2 separate regions of the Pan troglodytes genome follow, and region 1 is linked to region 2. A link is a contact called in public capture Hi-C data. All regions are on one chromosome and are shown on one strand. Each heading gives the region's core, a stretch centred on a gene start, on an enhancer-like site or on the middle of the called end of the contact. The rest is flanking DNA. Distances are from core to core; before and after follow the strand shown. Region 1 overlaps PAG1 (phosphoprotein membrane anchor with glycosphingolipid microdomains 1). Region 2 overlaps ZNF704 (zinc finger protein 704).

Region 1 (4,916 bases), core at 866-3,365, 310 kb after region 2:
GAGGGGAGGGAAGGAAAATCCTGGGGGTCCCAGGAGGAACGGGGAGTCCTGACAACTTCCTGCCTGCTTGGGCCAGAGGAGTCCTGAGAATTGGCAGGTCAGGAAGCCTAGACTGGAGATGCCCCCTGGTCATCTCTGCAAACGTCTGCTGGCTGCGGGTTTTACACCAGACCTTGGCTCATCCATGCTTCCTTGTTTGCACCCTCTCCTCCCAACCAGTTTTTGCTTGACCTTGAGAAATGATGTCCTGAACAAGAAGCATCTTCTGTCTTAGCACTGCCACAGGACTCAGGGCAGATTCTGAACTCTGCCTTGCTAATGTGACGATGGGCCCCCTCCCCAGCGGCTGGGACTGCTCAGCCATTCAAAAGCACAGGCCTGGGTCAGAGAGGACAAGGAAGGACCTGGACACTCTCAGGCTGTTCCTCGCCAGGGTGGATCCCCGAGGGCCTCGGGATCATCAGGGCCCTGTAAGATACTGAGGGCTGGGAAAACGCCAGCAAGGCTAGGTTATATACCTAGGGTGTTGTGGGTCCCAAGCTCCCTCCAGCTTAATGACCTGTTGTTATGGGTTGAACTGTGTCTCTCCAAAATTCATGTCCAAGTCCTAACCCCCAGCACCTGAGAATATGGTCTCATTTGGAAATAGGGTCATTGCAGATGAAGCTAGTTAATATGAGGTCGTGCTACAGTAGGGTGGGCACTAGTCCAATATGTCTGGTGTCTTTATAAAATGGGGAAACTTGGACACAGCCAGCCATGCATAGATGGGAGGTGATGTGAAACACAGAGGTCACCATAGGAAGATGAAGGCAGAATTTGGGGTGATGCCTGTACAAACCAAGTCACACCCAAAGTTTGGCTGCAAACCACCAGAAGCCCCAGGAGAGGCCTAGAACAGACTTTCCCTCAGAAGCAACCAATCCTGCCAACACCTTGATTTTTGGACTTCTGGCCTCTAGAACTGAGAAACAAACTTGTTATTTAAGCCACCCAGTTTGCGGTCCTTTGTTATGACAGCACTAGCAAATTAATAGAGGCAAAAAAGTCCCATCCCTGCAGTAGGTTGGAGCCATTTAAGGATCATTCCGGCAGCAGCACTACTGCATCCATTTCAGAAGCCACCGTTTAACTTAGGCTTAGCTCTCCCTGTGGGTTCTACTCAGGCTGTGAGCACATGGGAGCACACTTAGATAAGTAGCTGATGTTCTGGAGCACGCACGGACAGACAGGCAGACGACACGCGCAGGCTCACCACGTTCATCAGGTTCTCATGGTCCCCACTATGCTGTCGCGGCTTCTTTTCCCTGAAATGAAAAGTGAAATGTTGTAATGTCAAATGTGCCCCCTTAAAATCAAGCACACACTACCCTTTCCTATTCCAATTCTTATCAGCTTTTAAATCTCTCGTTTTAAGAACCATGTTTATTTTGTCAACAAAGACAAAATCAGACAGTGATTTGATGGCCCGTTTGCAGGTGCTGGGGAAGAGGAGTTCAAGCCTCAACTAGGGACTGTCCACCTCCCCTGGCACCCCTTCTTCCGGGAAAAAACATACAAGTTCACAAGGAGAGGACCGAGGCCTGGGCCTGCATAGAAATTGTTTATACCTAAACTAGCAGAGTAAGTTATACCTTTTTTTTTTTTTTGAGAAAATGAAGACAATTATCTGAGTCTCTGGAAAGTCACACACTGCAGTGGGATAGAGAAAATACAAATTTTTGGCACGCCAGGAAGGGTACATGCTCTCAGGGTGAGTCATATGTACTTCCAGTCTATGGGAAAGTCTGTCAAGTAAAAATAGAATTTGTTTTTACTCGGGACAGTCTAAAGAAAGCCATCAGTTGTAGAGAATACGCCGCCCATCCACGTTCTCTATAAAACAAGGGTGACACCTAGTGGGAACATGAGTAACTACAGAAGCAGGCCCGTCCAGGCCCCGGGAAGCCCCGGCCCTGCGGCCTCTTTGTTCATCTTCCCAATCATTCAGACTCTGTCCCAGCCACAGAGGTCTGGGTCCAGGCTGGGCAGGGATTAGGAGGCTAGCTGGGTTCAGAGAGTCTTGGCTTTTCTCCTCCTGACAGATTTTAGGGTAGGAAGCTATTTCAGAATTTTAAGTGACGCTCCTGGAGTTGCTTCCATGGTGGAGGGAGAGTTTGGACAGGGCTGGCTGATGGTCAGCTGGTCTGCATGGGCCTCTGGTGGCATCCAGCCCATCAGAAGGTTATGTGCTTTGTAACAGTTCCAGAATGTCCTGAAAAATCACTTCTGGTTAGAAAGAACTTCTCTCTGAGCAAAGATTTCTCTTGTTGGGGGTACTGACATTTTATATGAGACAGAGGAGAGAGAGAAGTATAACTCTAAAAAAAGGACACTGATGATTATTTCATATACAGCATGTTCCTCTCCTGGGAAAATAATCTGTTTCTTGAGAAACTGAAGGTCTACACTACACATTTTTAATCATAAACAATCCCTCCGAAACCACATAGCAGCACACATTCTGTGACTTCCGCGGGGTGGTGGCAAAAAGATGCGCATCACACAAGATTTCAAAATGCCCGCAGATGAAAAAAGACAAAATCCATTTTGACAAGGGTGTGATTGAAAGAACAGCAAGACTTTCGTTCTGGGAAGTTTAAAATATAAGGGCTCTTCTAGTTACTCCCTAGCAAAACCAAATATGGGTTTTTTCTTCAGTGAATAAAGAATGTCCCGAGACGCTCTGCAGCAGAGAGAAGAGAGTTAAAGCTAATGCACAAGTTTCTGGGATGGCTCTGTGGCAGGATTCCATTCCTAACAGGCTTTCCACAGAAACTCTTCTGGGTATAGGGGATGTATTAGTTTAAGGCACCGGTATATACACGCTGGTTCTCACCTGTCACAACTAGAGCACAGGAAGATGAGGAAGGTGATGACGAAGAAAATGGCGACAGCGGCCAGACTTCCCCACAGGGTGATCTGCATCTGTCCGCTGCCCAGCAGGCTCCCCGCGGGCCCCATGGCAGGAGCAGGCACTGGCACCAGCCGAGGGAATCAGTCAGTCCTTCAAAGGTGGTGACATGGAGGCAGAGAGCTGTGTCCTGCAAAGAGACCAGTGCGTTTGGAGAGTAATTCTTGGGTAAAGTGGCAGAATCTGTAATTCGGTCCCTGTCAGGAGCAAGACCTTTGCGCAAAGTCAGGGAAGCGTGTGCTGGATGCTGAGGAGAGCCCCGGACTGGACTTGAAATTGGACTCTGGGCAAGTCCCCTCCATGGTCTAGGTCTTTATTTTTCTCACCTGAAAACGAAAGCGGGAACATACAGCTGCCTGGCCCAGTGTTTGAAGCAATGGATGTCTTATCTTGATATGTTTGGGGGTGGATTCTTCTTGTTCTTTTTTTTTTTTTCTTCAACCAGGGTCTTGCTCTGTTGCCCAGAGTACAGGGGCGCAATCATGGATCACTGCAGCCTTGACCTCCCTGAGCTCAAGCAATCCTCTCCCGAACCACCCCCCTGCCCCCCACTGCTGGGACTACAGGCATGCGCCACCATTCCTGGCTAATATTTTTATTTTTTGTAGAGACGAAGTCTCACCATATTGCCTACACTGGTCTTGGACTCCTGGGCTCAAGGAATCCTCCTGCCTCATCCTCTCAAAGTGCTGGGATTACAGTGTGCCACTGCACCTGGCCTGGATGGATTCTTAATGTCTTCAAATAAAGATTTCAAGTACTCCATAGCAAATAAATCCATGCTCATTTAGGTTCATTAAAAAAAATCAGAACAGTATATAACAATTCTTATATAGCTTTTGCAAAAATGCAACTCATCACCTGCCCCTGCCCCCCACTGCCATCTCTCATCTCCCTAACCCACTGCCATCTCTAATCTCCCTAACCCACTGCCATCTCTCATCTCCCTACCCACTGCCATCTCTCATCTCCCTCACCCACTGTTGTCTGAGAAGGTTTAAGGTCAATGTAACTAATGAAATAGAATGTCTTTATATTCACCTGCATTTATTTATTCTGAGTATGTTATGTATTCTGAGTATGTTTTCACTACCCTGCTGTGAGTACCCAATAAATGCATTTTCAAATGAATGAATGAAGTATGTGCTAAGAATACATCCCTGGGAATAAATAAGACCTATTTATAAACAATTGCAAGAGAAGCATAAGAGCTCTACCTAGTACATTTCCGTACCTGGTATGTACCAGGGATTCGGCTAAATGCTTTCCTCATTTAATTGCTGTCACCACCCTGTGTAGGAGGCACTGTTAATCCCCCTTTTACAGAGATGGAAGCTAAATCCCAGCAGAGCGGTGACTTCCCCTGAGTGTCACAGGAGCTAAGTGGCAGGGAGGGATGAGTCCAGCTGTCTCAGACTCCAAAGCCTGTGCTCTGTGTCCATCAAGGAAAGCTCGTTGTCACTGTGGGGATGCTGGGACTCACAGGGTCACTGCACCCTGTCCCAATACTTCGAAAGAGAAATGGTCAGATTCCTTGTGTGAAATATTTTAAGAGCTACAGATATTTTAAAAATGGAGTTGTATATCAAATGATCTGTCATCACAGAGGCCTTGTTTAAAGAATATTTGCTTTGCTCAATTCTAGAACATTCTAAATGAAAAGAAATAGCCTTTAAGTTGGTCTCAAGTGTCATGAATAAGCAAATACTTTGGTTTTTTGATAATAGTGCAATATCTTCTTTGAAAAAGTATTTACATTTTCATTTGCTTCAGTGATAAAGCTGTGACTGTTTTCAGCCATCCCTGAGCACAGACATCAAGATGGCAGGGGTGGCTTCGCAGCAAACCAGGGTGCCTCCTAAAACGGGGAGAATAAAAGCCATTTTGGCAAATGTGGTTCAATTGGACCAAATCATCTCCAGGTGAAACACTGTCACATTTATTTGAATATTCAAAGTTAAAG
Region 2 (4,738 bases), core at 1,700-4,199:
ACAACCCTCTAGTGGATTGAGACGTGCAGTTGGAAAAAACTGATCTAGAAGGTTCTCAAACAATACCCACAGAACAAGTGACTATCACAATGGGTTTTAAATGGGTATTATGAAACTGAGGGAAAGGAGAGGAAAATAAGATGAACTCAGAAAGTTCTACCAACTAGACAGAACATATTGTCTGGTTTAAGCAAATTAACTCTTAGAAATCTTTTGAAACATGATTTTTTAAATCTCTAAAATAACTGTATTACAGTTACTGTGTTCTGTCACATCACGAACACAGCATTTACCACTTGTAATTATTGCCTTTTTACACATCAATTTCCAGCCACCCAACTTTTGACACCTTGAAGGAAAAAACTATGCATTATTCTCAGGGCAATAAGCATTTTGCCTGATATGTGCTCAATAAATATTGGTTCACCTAATAAATTTAAAAAAGAATAGCATCAGCCTCACCTTCTTGTTATTTTCACTGTTCAAAGTAACTTTAAATTCAAAAGGCCAAGGTAACAACTTGGTCTGTGTAAAATCCATGCATTAAACATTAGTGGCTACAATCAGCATCCTATTCGTCTCGGCTTGGGGACATCTAAAGTCTGAATAGAGGGAGAAGTCATAAAGAAAGAAGGATAAACACTATTCTTATTTGTTCATTCCTTCCCACTATCCAGCTTCTTCTGGAGTGGGCCTGTGCTCATCCAATAAAAATAAATATATATAATAAAAAAAAATGTAAAAAAGGAAGCTTTTTTCCTTTTCCTTTGGTGACTTTACCTTAATTTAGTTAAAGCCTGTAGACCTTCCATATGAGGCTAACAAGTGCAGTCTAATTGTGATGCAAGAGTGTGAATTTTGGCTCAGTGGCTACATCAGAAATGGAAGGGTATGACAGGCTTTCATTAATGTGCCTTAAATAACATTGGGGTTCCCTGTACTGTGAGTCCTTGTCACAACCCTGGGCCATGAGTCCTTGTCACAACCCTGGGCCATGCCTATTGAGTGTTCGAACTATACACTCAGAAAACCCCAGGGAGACAGTCTGTGAAGCTCAAAGTAACAGGAAAAGACTTCAGGTCCCTACCACTGTCCTGCCTGCAGGTACCCACTGATACAAGTGCCAGCCTCTCTCCCCTACTGGTCAAGTGAAGACCCAGTGTCCCTGGGGACCCACAGGGTGCCAGAACAACTTCAGCCCCTTTGCATGACAGACTGGTGTGAAACAGCAACTCTTCAGGCCACTGCCTCTGGGAAGGTCAGGGGACTACAGTAATACCCTCTTTTCTGGACAAAAATGTCAGCCTTTTTCACATGTACACACCCAGAGAGAGTGCCCATATCACCTCCACTGTTACACATGTGGAATGATGCTGAGAGATGCAGGGAGGGAAGGCATTGTTGGATCAATGCCATCTCTTTGTTTTCCTCTTTGAAATGAATTGGGGGAGGAAAAAAGTTTGCACTGCAGTCCTCAGGGCTTTGTATTGGATTTTTGTTTGTGAACAGCCATTCATAATGAAGCTACCAATACAACATTTAAAAACCAATACATATAACAACAGTTTTACATTTATGTGGTGATTTTAAAAATAATGCCAAATGTCTTCAGATTTAGTGGTAGTATAGTGGTAGTTTTCCTTTATTCTGTGAAATGGAAATGTTTTCGAAAAATTATGAGTGAACATAACTGAAATGTACCTAAAGAGAATGAAAAGAATATGAACTTGAGGCTCAGGCAGATCTGGGTTTGAATGGTGGCTCTGTCCCTTTCTAACCTGCCTGACAGGGGCCAGTTAAATGTACAATCAATCTCTCTGATCCTCAGTTTCCTCATAACAAGATGGAAATGCAAAACTTACCATATGGGACTGCTGGGAGGATTAAACAAATGTGTAATCAATTAATTTGCTAAATCAATTAATTAGATGTCTTTTTCTTCTTCTACTCCTTTTTGTTTTGTTTAAAGCAGCAGGGTCTCACTCTGTTGCCCAGACTGGAGTGCAGTGGCCAGATCATAGCTCACTGCAGTCTTGAACTCTTGGACTAAAGCGATCCTCCCACCTCAGCCTCCTGAGTAGATGAGACTACAGGTGCATGCCACTACACTGAGCTAATTTTTTTTTTATTTAATTTTTTTTTTGTAGAGACAGGGTCTTGCTATGTTGCACAGGCTGGTCTCCAACTCCTGGTCTCAAGCAATCTTCCTGCCTCTGTCTCCCAAAGCAGTGGGACTACAGGTGTGAGCCACTGTGCCTGGCCCTTTTTCACTTTTTATTTAGTTAATATATAATCTCTAGGATGTAAGAATGGAAATTTGTTTATATCTCAGCTTTTATGTATATTTCACAGATGACTGCATAAAAATGAGATACAAAATATTCTTCCCAATAACCCTTCAGGGCTGATTGAGAAAAGAGAAAAATATATTAATTATATTTTACATATGAAAAAAATAAGTCCCACGAAGAGAGCAAGTTCATACCGAAGCAAGCCTGAGGTCCAATTTTCTAACTTACAAATACTGGTAAGTCCCAGGTCAGCAATTTATAACCAGAGGATGGGACACGTGTGTATATATACCTTCAGGAAACTTACCAGTATTTGTCATTTTTAAATTATCACCATAACAATTTCTATTCAAACTTCAAGAACATTAAAGAGGAACGTAAGCTGCTTCTTTCCACAGAAAGGGGGTGTAGGTCCAAGGTTAAGCTCACACCGGCCCTTCAGAGGGGACAGAAAGCACCTTCAGGAAACTGAATGCAGAAGACCGCGTGGCTGACCACCAACCTTTCTTTTCCTGGGAATGGGCTCGTCGAAGAGCAGGTTGCTGGCCTCCGCCTCGTCGATGCCGTCGTCTGGCTGCGCGGGGCTGCGGAAGGGCTTGAAGCTGTCAGCCGAGAGCGGCGGCGACGGCGTGGACGGGTTGGACTGGTCGCTGGGGGCGCTCCAGCTCCAGTAGCCACTGCTGCTGGTGCTGGAAGGCACGCAGCCGCCCTCCTTCCAGGATCCGCTGAGGCTCTCTGCGTGCACACAAACACAGTCAGTGCCAGGACCCCTGCGTGCCCGGGCATGGTTCAGTGGGGAAATGGGAGCCTTGGTTCTACACCAGTGAAACCACCCCAGCCCTCTCAATCATCTGCAACAGCTGGGTATGTAAGTTATTGTTCTATTTATACACCCCCTCCCAAAAGCCACATTGTAGTTTATAAACATTTAATTATTTTAACCTCATGATAATAGGTTTTTCTAAGAGTTTTCTGATGTGTTTTTGTATTGTGCAACACAAATTCCTTGGGATCATAGTGGGGATTATATGAAAAAACAGATTTTCTTGTTCACTAAGTTTGGGGAGCTCTGGGTTTATTGACTACAGTATTTCTAAGAAAGAAATATCATTTGCAGTATTCTCCTGAATGGTTTGGTCACAGAGTTCCCTCTCACCCCAACCCCTCCGATTTCAACATTTTTTTAAAAAGGGATTTCTTAGCTGAGGGCAGTGGCTCACTTCTCTTATCCTAGCATTTTGAGAGGCTGAGGTAGGAGGATCGCTTGAGGCCAGGAATTCGAGGCCAGCCTGGGTTACATAGTGAGACCCTGTCTGTACAGAAAAAATGAAATGATTAGCCCGGCGTGGTGGCATGCACCTGTAGTCCCAGCTACTCTGGAGGCTGAGGAGGGAGGATTACTTGAGCCCAGGGGTTTGAGGCTGCAGTGAGCTATGACTGGGTCACTGCACTCTAGCCTGGGTGAGAGAGCGAGATCCTGTTTCAGAAAAAAAGTTGGGGGCTTGGGGGTTCTTATAGGACTGTTATTCTTAGAATACATTTATAGGAAGCTAGTCTAACACTTAAGAATCTAAGAGAAATAATTTCTGGATAGTTATCTAAAGCCCCTTTCCATTCTGCTTATTACAACAAATAGTAATGCCTTACATTTTGTGAGTGTTTTACATTTTACAAAGCTTATTCGCACAGTCTCAAGCATTCTCACAACATCTGTCCTTCAGAATAAGGATTATTATCCCAGTTTTATAGATGAGGACCCTGAGGCAGCAGGAAGCAAAGTGACTTGCTACATGACTGGTAAGTATCCCTCATGGGCCTAGGCCACCAGGAAGAGGTTGGACCTATTTCTTCAGTGCATGCAGTCCCTGGGCTGTAAACAACCTCCATTCTCTCTGGCAAAGCTGGGATAAGATAAGAATTTATTGGCAATAATTACTCTAAGATTGCTATTGGCTATTACCTTTCCATTTGTGGTGGAAAGCATTATGAAATGTTTGCTAATGTGGAGAGATTTCTGCCCAGTTAGAATGTCTTCTGCCAGCCTGGCCTATATGGCGAAACCCTGTCTCTACTAAAAATACAAAAATTAGCTGGACATGGTGGTGCATGCCTGTAATCCCAGCTACTGGGGGGGCTGAGGCAGGAGGATCACTTGAACTTGGGAGGCGGAGGTTGCAGTGAGCTGACATGGTGCCACTGCACTCCAGCCTGGGCAACAGAGTGAGACTCTGTCTCAAAAAAAAAAAAAAAAAAAAAGTCTTCTGGGTGCTCTTTTAATCACTGAAGATTTGCTTTACCTTTCAAGATGCACGACCTTAATTAGCATTTATATAAATTCTACTTTTTTTTGGATAATTTCTCCTCCATATTTATGTGCATTTTGAATATATTAAAACTATGTTCTAACTACGAGGAAAAAACATCCCCAAATGCCTCATTAAAAAAAT

Evidence for each region. Capture Hi-C pulls out chosen DNA fragments and counts their contacts.
Region 1: a contact with region 2 is called in a capture Hi-C map of stem cell-derived neural stem cells, with 9 times the contacts expected there. The contact joins two enhancer-like sites. A contact is called at or near these places in 4 of 7 Hi-C or Micro-C datasets (blood, induced pluripotent stem cells and stem cell-derived neural progenitor cells) and 1 of 1 other capture datasets (stem cell-derived neural stem cells).

Annotation. Positions count from the first base shown.
Region 1 is chr7:89,634,991-89,639,906 of NHGRI_mPanTro3-v2.0_pri, forward strand. PAG1 (phosphoprotein membrane anchor with glycosphingolipid microdomains 1) reads right to left here. Exons shown (of 8, transcript XM_063817211.1): 3 at 2,879-3,083; 4 at 1,256-1,307. The coding sequence starts at 3,003. Among named protein-coding and RNA genes, the nearest start is that of ZNF704, 120 kb to the left of the region's middle. Within about 2 kb of position 2,116, at least 9 of the 24 cell types and tissues checked have an H3K27ac peak or open chromatin away from gene starts, as enhancers often do. A contact at or near this core is called in stem cell-derived neural stem cells, where this site is marked.
Region 2 is chr7:89,328,047-89,332,784 of NHGRI_mPanTro3-v2.0_pri, forward strand. It overlaps ZNF704 (zinc finger protein 704), which reads right to left. Exons shown (of 10, transcript XM_063817210.1): 4 at 2,794-3,026. Among named protein-coding and RNA genes, the nearest start is that of ZNF704, 190 kb to the right of the region's middle. Within about 2 kb of position 2,950, at least 12 of the 24 cell types and tissues checked have an H3K27ac peak or open chromatin away from gene starts, as enhancers often do. A contact at or near this core is called in stem cell-derived neural stem cells, where this site is marked.